Regions from separate parts of the Mus musculus genome. Here region 1 is linked to region 2. A link is a contact called in public Hi-C data. All regions are on one chromosome and are shown on one strand. The core of a region is the stretch at or near the end of the contact, and the rest is flanking DNA. Distances in the headings are between cores, read along the strand shown. Region 1 has its middle 210 kb from the start of Csnka2ip. Region 2 holds the start of Epha3 (Eph receptor A3).

Evidence for each region. A called contact is a pair of places that touch in the nucleus more often than the background predicts.
Region 1: a Hi-C map of cerebellar granule neurons shows a contact between it and region 2, with 2.8 times the contacts expected there. The contact joins the enhancer-like site here to the promoter of Epha3 in region 2. A contact is called at or near these places in 2 of 39 promoter capture datasets (hippocampal neurons and liver), 1 of 484 Hi-C or Micro-C datasets (cerebellar granule neurons) and 2 of 115 datasets of contacts at active chromatin or transcription factors (astrocytes and embryonic forebrain).

Annotation. Positions count from the first base shown.
Region 1 is chr16:64,387,028-64,393,882 of GRCm38.p6, forward strand. No RefSeq gene overlaps it. Among named protein-coding and RNA genes, the nearest start is that of Csnka2ip, 210 kb to the right of the region's middle. Within about 2 kb of position 4,669, at least 3 of the 459 cell types and tissues checked have an H3K27ac peak or open chromatin away from gene starts, as enhancers often do. A contact at or near this core is called in cerebellar granule neurons, where this site is marked.
Region 2 is chr16:63,859,746-63,865,970 of GRCm38.p6, forward strand. Epha3 (Eph receptor A3) reads right to left here and starts at 4,430. Exons shown (of 17, transcript NM_010140.4): 1 at 4,215-4,430. The coding sequence starts at 4,302.

The sequences.
Region 1 (6,855 bases), core at 3,419-5,918, 530 kb after region 2:
GACTTCCATGTTCTTATCACCAACAATCATTGTCCTTAATGCCCGGGGGCCAGAGGCATCAAGGAGGAATCCATAATGTTTCAGTGTATCCATCTATAATAACAGATATATACCCCTCCCAGGTTGCTACTAGATACGTAAAAGTAGGGCAGGTTAATGCATCAGTTTGTTTGTTTCCTTCTGCAGTAAAGCTAAGGAGGCTGTAGTAAGCACAAATATGTGTCTACTGCTGGAAATAAGCCTACAACATAAGCAGAATCTGAAATGCTTAAGGGCTTATGAATTAACTATAATAGATGAATCAAAATAGCCAGAAGTTCTGTTGGCTGAAGAAAAAGAAGTATTAATGTATTGATGAATATCTGGACCATGAATCCTTCCTACATCCTTAAATCAACTTCAATTAAAAAAAAATATCTGCCTGTGGAATAGGGGAAAGTTGAGCAATTTTTATAATCTCATAATCAGTTCATATGAGAAAATCTCATAGCTTACTATCTGGATAATGATTTCCTATCTTCCCATAGCAACCTGCAAAATGAAATTGTACTGCTCTTAAAAACAGATTGTCCTTTCAGACAGAAAAAATTATGGGTCAGTTTTGACTATGGGATGGTAACCACATGCCTCACTTGATGCCCTGTCTTTCAGCTGGAGGTGGGTTCTACAAGTACCCTCTCCCCACTGTAGTCCTTTTGTCTAAGGCTCCTCCTTTTGACTCCTGAGAGTATCTCACTTCCTAGGTCTCTGTTACATTCTGGAGGTTGCTCCCAACCTCCTAGCTCCCAATGTTGCCTGTTTCCATTCTTTCTGCTGGCCCTCAGGGCTTCAGTCTTTTCCCCAATCCAATACCACATCATATTCCCCTCTCCCCCTCCCCCACCACTTCCACTTTCCCTCCCAGGTCCCTCTCTCCCTCCCTGCTTGTGACTGCTTTCTTCTCTCACCCAAGTGGGACTGAGGCATCCTCACTTGGGCCCTTTAGCTTGTTGATCTTTTTAAGTTCTGTGGAATATCTTTGTTATTCTATATTTTTTCCTTCTTTTCTTTTTTTGCTAACATCCACTTATTAGTGAGTACATACCATGCATGTCCTTTTAGGTCTGAGTTACCTCACTCAGGATTATATTTTCTAGTTTCTAGTTGCATTTGCCTGCAAAACTCAGGATGCCCTAGTTCTTAATAGTTGAGTAGTATTTCATTGTGTAAATGAACCACATTTTCTGTATTCATTCTTCTGTTGTGGAACATCTGGGTTGTTTCAAGCTTCTGGCTATGACCAATAAGGCTGCTATGAAAGTAGTGGAACATGTGCCCCTGTGGCATGGTGGGGCATCTTTTGCGTATATTTTCAAGAGTGGTATTGCTGGGTCTTCAGGTAGATCTATTTCCAATTTTCTGAGGAACCTCCAGATTGATTTCCAGAGTGGTTGTACCAGTTTTCAATCACACAAGCAATGAAGTATTCCTCTTTCTCCACATCCTTTTCAATGAGTGTTATCACCTTCGGTTTTAATCTTAGCCATTCTGACTGGTGTAAAGTGGAATCTCAGTGTCATTTTGATTTGCATTTCTTTGATCACTAAGGACTTTGAACATTTCTTTAGGTGCTTCTTAGCCATTTGAGATTCCTCTGTTGTGAATTCTTGGTTTTGTTCTATACCCTATTTTTTGATTGGGTTGTTTGGTTTTTTGGTGGTTAGCTTCTTGAGTTCTTTATATACTTTGGATATTAGCCCTCTATCAGACATGGGGTTAGTGAAGGTTTTGTCCCAATTTGTAGCTTGCAGATTTGTCTTATTGACTGTGTCCTTTGCCTTACAGAAGCTTTCCAGTTTCATGAGGTCCCATTTATTGATTCTTGATCTTAGAGTGTGAGAACGAACTGCAAGAATGGAAATGAAGAGCAGCCTGAGGAAAAGAAGGTCCGAGTCCAGGCCCAAAGTAGGATCCATCTTAAGGGGAGGCCCCAAGGTCTGACACTATTACTGAGGCTATGGAGTGCCCACAAAAAGGAACCTAGCAAGATTACCCTCTGAAAGACCCAACAAGCAGCTGAAAGAGTCAGATGCAGTTATTTGTACCCAACCATTGGACAGTAGCTGCTGACCCCTGTGGTTGAATTAGGGAAAAGTTGGAAGAAGCAGAGGAGGAGGGTGACCTGTAGGAGGACCAGCAGTCTCAATTAACCTAGACCCTGAGATCTCTCAAACATTGGACCACCAACCAGGCAGCATCCACCAGCTGATATGAGGCACCCAAAACATATACAGCAGAGGACTACCAGGTCTGGGTTTAGTCAGAGAAGATGCCCCTGGGTTTACTCAAGAGAGTGGAGGCCCCAGGGAGGTTAGAGGTCTGGTGGGCTGGGGGGTGAGGGGTGGAGGGACAGCCTCATGGAGACAGTGGAGACAGGGGGGAGGGGAATAAGTATGGAATGTGGAACAGTTGGAGGGTGGACCAGGAAATGAATTAAATCTGGAGTGTAAACAAATAAATAAATAAAAGATTAAAAAAATAAAAGATAAAAGAAAAAAACAGTTAAGGGTAAAATAATACAACAAGGATCAAATCCATATAATTGTTTACATTGGGTCCTCCTCTGATTTATTAATTCATAAGAACAGTAAGATAAGCAATTAATATTTTCTGGCCTTTGTGGTATAAATAAATCCATTGCAATGGTTTATTCTATTGTGCTCTAATACCAGGAGGAGTCAGTTTAGTGAACAAAATAAGTAAGGTTACAGGCAGTGAATAATCCACAGGACACACAAATGCTTCTTCAGGTCTGAATTTTAAAAGCTATGTTTGTTTCCTTGCCTCTTGGGATAATATGTGAGGACTGCCCAATGCCACTGCTCCTTTTAGAGTTTTACATCAATTGATGAGGGTATTGGAAACACCAAGCAAACGAGGGAACAGTTGAGAAACAAAGTCCTTTCCCTGTCTTACCTCAACTTGCCTAGGTTGCAAGCTTATCATTTTATTTTCATAGACTCTCCTAAATTCTCATCAAGAAGGAGAGAGAATAAAGATTATGTTGATTATCAAGACCTCAATCCATACTTCAGGATCTGCAGGAAAGAGAAGATAAATATTTAAAGGAGGCTCCAGTAAGGGAGCTGAGGAAGTCATTGTTAGGGCATAGCTATCAGTAGCTCTGTTTTTACTTTCAATTTTGCCTGAATGGGGAAAATTTCCCTTTCTGTATATTTTATTGATAGTTGTTTAACATTTAATATTTGAGCTGCCCCCTATAAAGTGATGTACAAGCTCAACATAAGGCAATCTCTTTTCTGGTTTCTACCCCATTACTCTTAGTCACCTCTTTCTGGCGAGGGTCCCTATTCTTTTACCTCGTAGCTAACTTCAGGTACCTAGTACAGGTGTCACTTATCACCACTGTAGAGGCAGTGGGACTTGAGAGAATGGCACCTATAAATGAGGCAAAGTAAAGTGTCATTCAATAGCAAACTTTGTTCAGAGCCTCAGACAATTTATACCCTGGGGGTTAAGAGGAGTCACAATCCCAAGGACAAGACACACACAGCAAAATCATGTTTTCGCATAAAGGCATGTAAACTACTAACAAGAGACAATTATTGTGAATAATATTATGTAAACTCACTCCTATCCACTACATCTGGGAGAGGCCTGAAACATAATTCAAGAACAATTTTGTATTTCTAAAGACACTGAGGTTACAATACTCTTGTCTTGGTTTCTTGGAGTTTTCTCACAAACGCTCAGAAATCCCCACACATGGCTCCATTTTTGGAATGCATCCTGACAGTCTCCCAACACTGTGAGGCAAATAGTCTACAGCATCCTACCCTTAAGGTAATTTGTCTTATAAAGAAAAGAATAAATGAGTAGATTAAATGCTCTCAGTCAATGTCCACAAAAATACTGATGTTCAGAGAGATTCATGATAAAAGAAATTCAAATCATAATTAATTATTCTGATCTACCTTTAAAAAACTTAGGGCCCACTTATGGTAGCTACTATGCAAAATAAGAAACGCACCTACAAGATCATTTCTTCCCTCCAAAACCTTTTAACCATGCATGAATTTATAGACTGAGTAGTTAAGACCTTCAGCAGAAAAGTCTGTATAATCTTCAGACATTGACTGCCTGACATTTCTATATCTGTGAAAACTCCATTGTGTTAGGAGATGTTGACTGTTGTGTGCTGCCCATTGCTTGTGATTTCATTCTTTTAATAATAAAGACACTCCGTGTCTAGGACAAGAATACATTTCAAGCATGTTATAAATATCCATATATGTGGCCTAGTGATTATCAGCATTCTTCAGGGAAAAAGCTCGAGTGGCGTCTTTTCACCAGTGCCTTTGCTGCGAAAGATATTTCCTGAAGGATGGCAGACAGTGAGTATCATTACTGCCAGGATCCTGAAAAGGAATCCAATCAGGCCCCTATGACCACTTCCTGACATGAGTAGGAGGCAGCACACATTGACGCAGAAATCCATTTCAAAGCAAGGCTGCTGACAAGTAAACTTGAAGAAGGCTAAGCCTTTACAAATGGTCAGAGGCACAGTGTGCTGACAGCAGGCCCTATTGACTTTCCCTAGAACAATCCCCTGCCAAAGACTCAGCGGAGGCTGGAGGAGCCTTGCAGGAGGCAGGTGGGGGGAAAGGAGCTGGGTTTTTTTTTCCTCAGAAACTACCTGCTGCCAGTCAGCTTGGCATCATTTAAGGCAGCAGGTGCTCCGCAGGGTAAAATGGAAGAGCGTCAGAGAATATCCTTTTCTTTTCCTTTCTATTTTTGACAACTCATTGATGGAAGATCTTGGTTGAGATGAAAGTTCAGTTGCCGTTGACAAGATAGCTTTTCCTCCTAGCTATTAACCCAGTCAGTGGCCTGTGACAGATTAGGGAAAGGGACTCATAGATATTTAGCTTTCACTACCGCCCCCCTTTTTTTATTCTGCACATGAAAGCTGTAGTTGAACAGAGAAAATCCATGCCAGCGTTGTAAAGACAGCCCCTCCCCTAGTTACTAGTGTGCTGGGTTTGTTTTGATTTTATGATCTATCCCTATCAACATCTCTGATCTAAAGGAAGACAGACTTTTGCATAATGTTACCAGCATATGTTGCCGGAGTTGTGTAACCTGAAGATGAGGTCAAATGAATGAATACAACTTCTTGTTTTTACCCTAAGTTACCCATATGGAAAAAAAAAAGCCTGCACACAATGCCAAAATTTCACAATAAAATCTTTGATGGTAATACAGCATTATGCTATACCTAATGAAGCAACCAAATGCTGTGCCTAAATATACTGACGTTACCAGAATGTCCCTAGAAAACACTAAAGCTGGCAAAACAATAAACATCACTATGGCATTTGATATATGCACATAAGTAATGGAAGGTAAAATTTAAAATGAGCAATGTATATATTTGGCTTACATTGTGAATTAATTTAGAGTCAAAGCCATCACTTTTACTGCTGAAGGAAAACTCTAAAATGTGCCTGTTAAAAGTCAATTAACATAAGACATAAGGAGACGCAAGCTATGCAAAACTGAGGAAGATCACATTCCATAAAACTTTGCTTAATTAAATCAGGTTCTTGTGTTCATCCACAATTATAGCTACAAAAATAAATAAATAAAGTCACCTCATGTCATGGGGTTTTCAACATTTTTAAGTACAACCTCATCATAAAGAGAAACAACATCCTGTACAATTAAGTTCCGAATCCTTGTTCTTGGGCCACATGGCTCTGCACCATTTCAGATGATGATAATTGCTAATATGGCTATTTACATGAAAGAAAAGAGATAAAAATAGAAAAAAAATTCAATAATCCATCTATCAGAGCTGATGAAAATCTGGTCCTTTTGTTCAGTAGTTTGAAAAAGATTTGGTTTCTTCACGGGTCAATGGTAATAGCATAACCAGACTTGATCTAGTCTTTTAGAGATATAAACCAAGGAGCTTCCCACGCATATCTCAGGCTTTATTATGCAGCTGGAAGATGTTCTAGAAAGCTAAAGATCTGCACACATGCACATACACACAAACACATACATGCTCACAAAACAACAGCAACAAAAACTAAGTTTACCCAGACACGCACAATCCCAAATTCTTCACAATATTAGCTATCAGGAGTTTTTTGATATCACTCTATGAATGTCTATATGCCGTAGTGATTCTGCAGCATGGATGAGCTATCTGTTTCAGCTCCAGGTTAGAAGAACCTCGGATCACTACGAGGAATTAAGCTAATTAAAAGCCCGGTGAAGAGGCCATTTTATTATATTTTGTTCTGCTTTTTTGGATGGAGTTTTTGAAAGACAATTTACATGCTCTCCAGGATGCCCACTTAAAATATAAATTCATTTGTTTTTCAGAATATAGAACCCTTAATTTGAATTGTATCACAGCTTCAGAAAGAACCTACATACCCTGTAAAGATCTTTCTATCTTCCCTGACTTGAAGCTTCTGACAAATGCTCATTTATTTCCCAAGTTCATAAGTTTTCCTGCTTCACATACTCCTCATAAATGAAATCATACATTTTTGTCTGGCATTACCTTATAAACATGCATATTTAAATGTATATGTACACACTTACACATAACACACACACATGCATATAGGTATACAGTTTTGAGTATCTGTTAAAATAAGTTAGAATTTAAGATGGGAAGAGAAGAAATAGTACATGGAAAGTGTCATTTGCAATAGATACCGATTCTACATGTTGAATAAACCTATTCCAAGTGATGGGAAATAGAGTGAAACTTTCAAAATCTATAAAAGTATTCACAGCCCTAGGGATTACAGAGACTAACCCATTGTCTCCGTATTT
Region 2 (6,225 bases), core at 3,180-5,679:
AAAAAAGCATAAAGCTGAAAATGTTCATAGCTATGGCGAGGGTGTTTTGTCTGTCTAAATTCACTATACTTGCTAGAATACTTATATTTAAAAGGGATTACTAATTTTTTACTTCTGACAAGAACTGATGTCAACACTGAGATGAGTTGGGTCTTAAAGTGAATACTTCCTCACTTGAATTTAATGATATCAACATTATTCTTTAGGAGGAAGATATAAATTCAAAATGAATTAATTTCATGATCAATTTTGAGAGGTTACAAGAAGTTACTTTTTTGGCACAGTCAAAATATTATCATAGCAATTCAGATTGTCAGTAAAAGCTTAAACAAATTTGCTGATAATCCTGTTAATGACCTAGGTCAAGTGTTAACTGTTGTGGGTTATGAAGCAGTGAAATTAAGGGTTCTTCTACCTTCAGGCAAACAGCACACAGTTATAACCGTTGGGGGTGGGAGGAGGGGCAAGCTATTAGGAGAACTATTAAATTACAGAAATGTATAATGCATTCAATTATTTAGTCTAGCATGAAGAAATGCTATTAAAAGCAAATGTAAGCTCTTTTTCTTTTTTTAAAAAAAAAAAGCCTATAAAGATGACATGATAGCTTAGCTCTCTGTTAATGTTTCAATCACAGAGAGTTTTTATTTGAGAGTAAGAGTTTATATACATTAAAGGGGATGCCAATTAAGAACAAATTTTCAAAGTGAAAAATCTGTGACTTAAATATTTATTGTGTCAACATTTGCCCACTGCTCCAAGAGAAGTATATAGTATACATAGGCAAGTTTTACTATTAATCGTCCAACAATTGCATAGTCTTTCTTGTACTTAGCAGAGATTTACGTTAAAGGAAGAATGTTTCAGAGACAGTGTCCCACAGATACACTACAGAAAAGAGTATCTCAGCAAGAAGTATTTAGGTATGGGGACTGAATTTTACTGAACTGTATTAAAAAAAAAAACTCTCATTTTCAGTGTAAATAATGCAAAGGATAGGTGTGAATACAATTTGTGGAAACTGTTCGATGGAATATGTTGCATATAATATTGAATAAGCAGTCCATTTTGCTTCAGACAGCTACAAGTATTTAGTATGTATAGAGAGTACTTCATGCAGTTGTAAAGTTGGGTGAGCTAAGGAAGGTTGATCACTTCCCTCTGTATCAAGCTTTAACATCTTTCAAAAGTTACTGTTTGCCATGATCTGAGTCCCTGCAAGGAAGAATGGGCCTAAGGCTGTCCCACACAGAACTGAGCCTAAGGCTGTCCCACACAGAACTGAGCCTAAGGCTGTCCCACACAGAACTGTCCAGTACTAATTTTACTTTGAGAAGTAACTAATTTCTCAGTAGAATTTTCTTCTCGTGCCACGTGAGTGGAAAGAACTGATCATTGTTAACAAATTCTTTACTACCTTCTGCGTGGGTCTTCAGGCAAGGTTTTAAGGCATCCTCGGAATCATACAGCTCTATATTATCCACAAGACCATGGAGGCAAAGTAGCAGTTGGAGTCACTTTATCAAAATCACATTAGAAAGTCACATAATTAACTGATGAACTGGGACATTCACGCAAACTCTTAAGTTATTTTTCTTTACTTTGGACTCCTGGAATTTCAATAGTTTTATTTAGCCATCTCATTTTTTTTTTTTTTTTTTTTGTTAAAACTCCCATAAAGATGAGTTTCTTAGCAATCAGCTCAATGGCCTGGTTTTGTTCATCCAACTTTGTCATGTCTATCCCATGATAGATAGGAGAATATATGTTAGTAAATATGTTGCTGCAGGTTTTCTGTAGTTTTAAAGCACGTTAGGCATCACATTTCAAGTATAATTTATTTTCTTATATATAAGGAGCTCTTTATATAGCTTCCTATATAGCCTCTTCCTATATAGCTTTAGGTTTCAAACTACTGATGAAACAAGAAAGCAGCATTAACTGGTTGACTTTATCTTAGCTATATAGGAAAGCTACGTTATCTGGTTCTCTTTATCTTAACTCTATCTATGAGTCCAGCTTACTGCATGGAAATTGTGGCACAGATCAGAAATTTTCACTTCCCATATGACTCAACTCAACTGCTTAGGGCCAAGATATTTGATAAATATTTAAAGTCTCATTGAAGTGTTATCTAACTTAAACTAATCATTTTAACTTTTGTTTTATCCTTGTAAAGAGAGCGAGACAGCCATATGATAGTGTCTGAAAAGACCAATCCTGTGAACAATAGATACATAAAACTTTCAGCTAAGCCAATTAAATACTATATTAGTTTTATAAGTATTTTTACCATTATAGCTCTATGGTATTAATACATGACTATTTACATACACTATTCAATTATACATATATAAAGTGGTTTAATGGTAATTAAGATTTAATTATACTTATTACATTAAATTAATAGGCATTGCTTTTATATGAGTATGAATAAAACTAAGGTCATTATTATTATTATTTGCAATTTAAAGTGAGGTTAAGTTGACCATAAACGTAAGTTCATCTCTATCCTACACATCACTAATTCAGTGAGATCATTGTCTGGGTAGTCCGTACACATTCTATTTGGAAAAAGACAACTCAGCAAAAATAAATAAATAAATAAAAGTGCCAGTTATATTATTTTCTAGTTATTGTTAGTATTTTAATATATTGAGAAAAATATTTTAAAAGAATTTAACATACTGCTGTGTTACTCATGCGCAGATGACCACTCAGGATGACCTTTCTTTCAAGAATGGCTGATGATTATTTTTAAGTGAACATTTTAATTTGTATTACTAAATAAGTGATTTGTGGAAAAAATCAGTTTTCCCATCTTCATGATGAAAAGAAAAACAAACAAACAAACAAACAAAAAACCACTACTTCTCTACTGAAAAGCAAACAAAAAATAATAAAACCAGTCAGACTGATAAAGGCAGCCAAGGCACTAAGGAAAGAAAATTAAACTGTCCCATTAGCGTGAAAGTGGGTCACCAAACATGGGAAGCGGTCTTTGTGCTAATGGGTTTACATACATTTTTCTTTCACATGGGCATAAGCATAATGTCTACAACATTGGCTCTACAAAACGTTTTTAAGTGAGTGTTGTACAGCTACTGTGCTCCCTGCACTTCAGCTGTCCTCTATTGTTAACTTGCTCGATACAATTCTCAATGTTCAAAATCATTAAGAGGAAATTAAAGTTGTAAGTGTTGCTGCAAGGCAATCAATTATTCAGAGAAGTTGTCTTAAGAGTTTGTATTCACAAATCATTAAAACTAGATAATGAAAAGTCTGAAAAAAATATCATGAGTCTGCTCAGTATCCACGAAAACAAATATTCTCAATATTAGGTTTACACTTTGATCCATTGAGAATGCAAGGATGCCCGTTACACTGACAATAATTAATCCAGCATCAAGGAAATGCCGTTAGCTTTCCATGAGTGTTCTTTCTAATTTGCTAGTCTGTTATTTACTGTATCTACCCAGGAGCTAATTATCAATCAATCATTAAATGCATCCTTCTATGTGTATGAAAGGCCTTTTTACAAAAGAACCCAACTTAAGCTCACTGTATATCCCTTGAACCATCACTGCTGTTAATAATGTGGCATGCATATGCTACCCATGAGAACCTGTATCGCTGAGCACAGCATCGCCCGGCGGGATCCACAGCACTTCAATAAGGCGGTTGTAACATAAACACATGCACACACGCGCGCACTCAAACACCTCGGGTCCAACGAGCCCCCTTCTCTCCAGTCCATTCATAAGTGCCAAAGGGTGTAAGCAGGAGCAACCTGTCATTATCTTTAAAACACACCGCGGGGATCTCAAGAGAGGCTAGCCTTTTCTTTGAAACTTCTCAAAGAACCACATGGTCATAATTAGAAAATAAAATACTGCCTTGGCTATTTGGCAATTAACAGTCTGGGTTGTTAAAAAAAGAAAAAAAGAAAAAAAGAAACCGAAGGTTTTCTTTCTTTCTGGTTCAAATTGGTAAATGTGGTAATCACTTGAATCGCTCGCTATCAGATTAAAAACAGATTTATTATTATTTTTAAAGGTTTCTACAATCCCAAGACATCCCCCAAAAGTGTTTTGGGATTGCTACTGGGCAAACAATCTTTTCGCTGCCACTGCTTTCTGGGCATCTCAGGGAACAGCGCCGTCCGGGGGCTGTGGGCTCCGCTCCGGCGGGAGCGGCGCGGTTACCTGGCTTACCTTCGTTGGAAGGCTGTGGGCTCAGTTCTCCGGAGCAGCTGAGGACGCAGCAGCCGAGCAGGACGAGGATGGAGAGGTGACAATCCATGTTGCTGGTGCACCGGGCAGTGAGAGGAGCATATCTCCGCGAAGCATACCACTGATGTGAGGGGGAGCGCTCTGATTGCTGGAGAAGTTACCATGCTCCGCTCGCAGTCTGATGTCAAGTTTGACACTGGAGATAAGGAGGAGTCTGGCTGCCTTTCTGCGAACCCCGCTCGGGGACTTCTCTGGGTCCTAGTGCCGTCGCCAGCGGGCGCTGAAGAAGAGCAGGGCAGCCCCATGGCTGGCAGCCAGCTCCGTTCCACGGAGCTGCGGAAGAACGCAGAGGGGTGGAGGTCGAGAGTGTTGCTGGTGGGGTAGGAAAGCCAGAAGATGTGCTGGGACAGCGACAGCGACGGAGAGTCTTGGGAGCCATTCCGTTTTCACGGGAAGGCAGCTATTTGTTTGCTATACTTGATCAGTTGCCTATTTCTGAAAGATCCCTATTAGAGGTACTGTGAGTTGAAACTAATGTTCAAAAAAGTAGTATTGTTTTTAAAAGTGGAAGACGTTCATTCAATTATTGTAGAACGACAAAGACCATTGCAATTAATCCGTTTACTGTGTTCTGTGTGTTCACAGTCCTCTTAGTGATTCAACAAGATAAAAGTAGACTGCTCAGTCTACCACATGGTATTGGGGCTGTTAAAGGCATTTGATACAGCAATCTCAGCTGAAACAGAGAGGTCACAGTCAGGTTCTGAACACTGGCAAATAGCCGTTGCCCTCCCAGGACAGGAACAATCCTAGCCAAAGCCATAGCTTCAGACTACCACTCATTCCATCGGATGGTTGCTGGATTTGCAATATAAATCGAAAGTCCTGAACAAGGAATGCTCCTGCCTACAACTAGCTAGCACTAGAACTTTCCTGTTTTGTGAGACTCGGAGATTAACTCATAGCTCCCTGTTCTGCCTTCCAGCTGCCACTAATCTGGGACTATTTGAAGGCTGCTCTTTTAACGCTGAAAAATCCAGTATTTCCTAGAGAACAATGTCCTTGGACTTGCTAAATTACTTTGCATGATGGTTACAAACGGTCTCATGCTGAACAACCTCACTGCAACCTACTTCAGCCATGTAATTTATCCAATTTCTACTTTAAGATCTCTTTTGAATTATCTTTGAAATAGGTCCCAGAAAATGATTCCTCACCAACCCTCTCAACCACCCATCCATCTCAGCCTATCCTGAAAAGGAGCAAGATGACTTCCTTACACGGCTTCAAAACGGAAAATTAGGTTGACAACGTTAACGCCAGTGATCAGTGTTAGAGCCCTGAGAAGGGAGACGGAGTAGGTTTTTAAGGGTCCTGATAATAAGATGTGTATTTCACAAGCACTCCACTTTCTATGACCCTGGAATTTAGGCTAATGGCTTCTGATACTCTTTGTTGACTGTTTGGTAAAGATGGGTTGGGTTGAAGAAGCCAGATGGAAGAGACTGATTCTGTTCACACTTCCTCGAGAGACTTGTCTCCCTAACTCCTTCTCACATTAGGCCACCAGAGGCTGTAGAGCCCACCAGTGCTAAATCTGACTCCATTGAAAATAAGGTTTGTTGACCAGAAAATGGAGAGAGTGGGGATTGCCTCATAATGTTTGCAGTTCCACAACAGTTACATTGCTTCATAGCTGGATATGATTTTTTTTTTTTACTGAGAGTTTGAAAGAAATGACATTTATTTCAGATTGCAATTTAAAAGCATTTGGAAAGGTCATGATGGTATGCTGGTCTTTATGAACGTATTACTTCCTTTCCTCTCACTATCCCATTATTTCTCTTTCACATCTAACATCTAACAACCACCTGGGATGGTGAAAAGGTTGTTCATGTTTGAACAATGTTACAAGTATGCAGAAATGGAGTTTAAAGCAATGCCTGAGCTAGGCACACTATGTAAGCTATCTAGGATGTCTCAGTTGTAGACT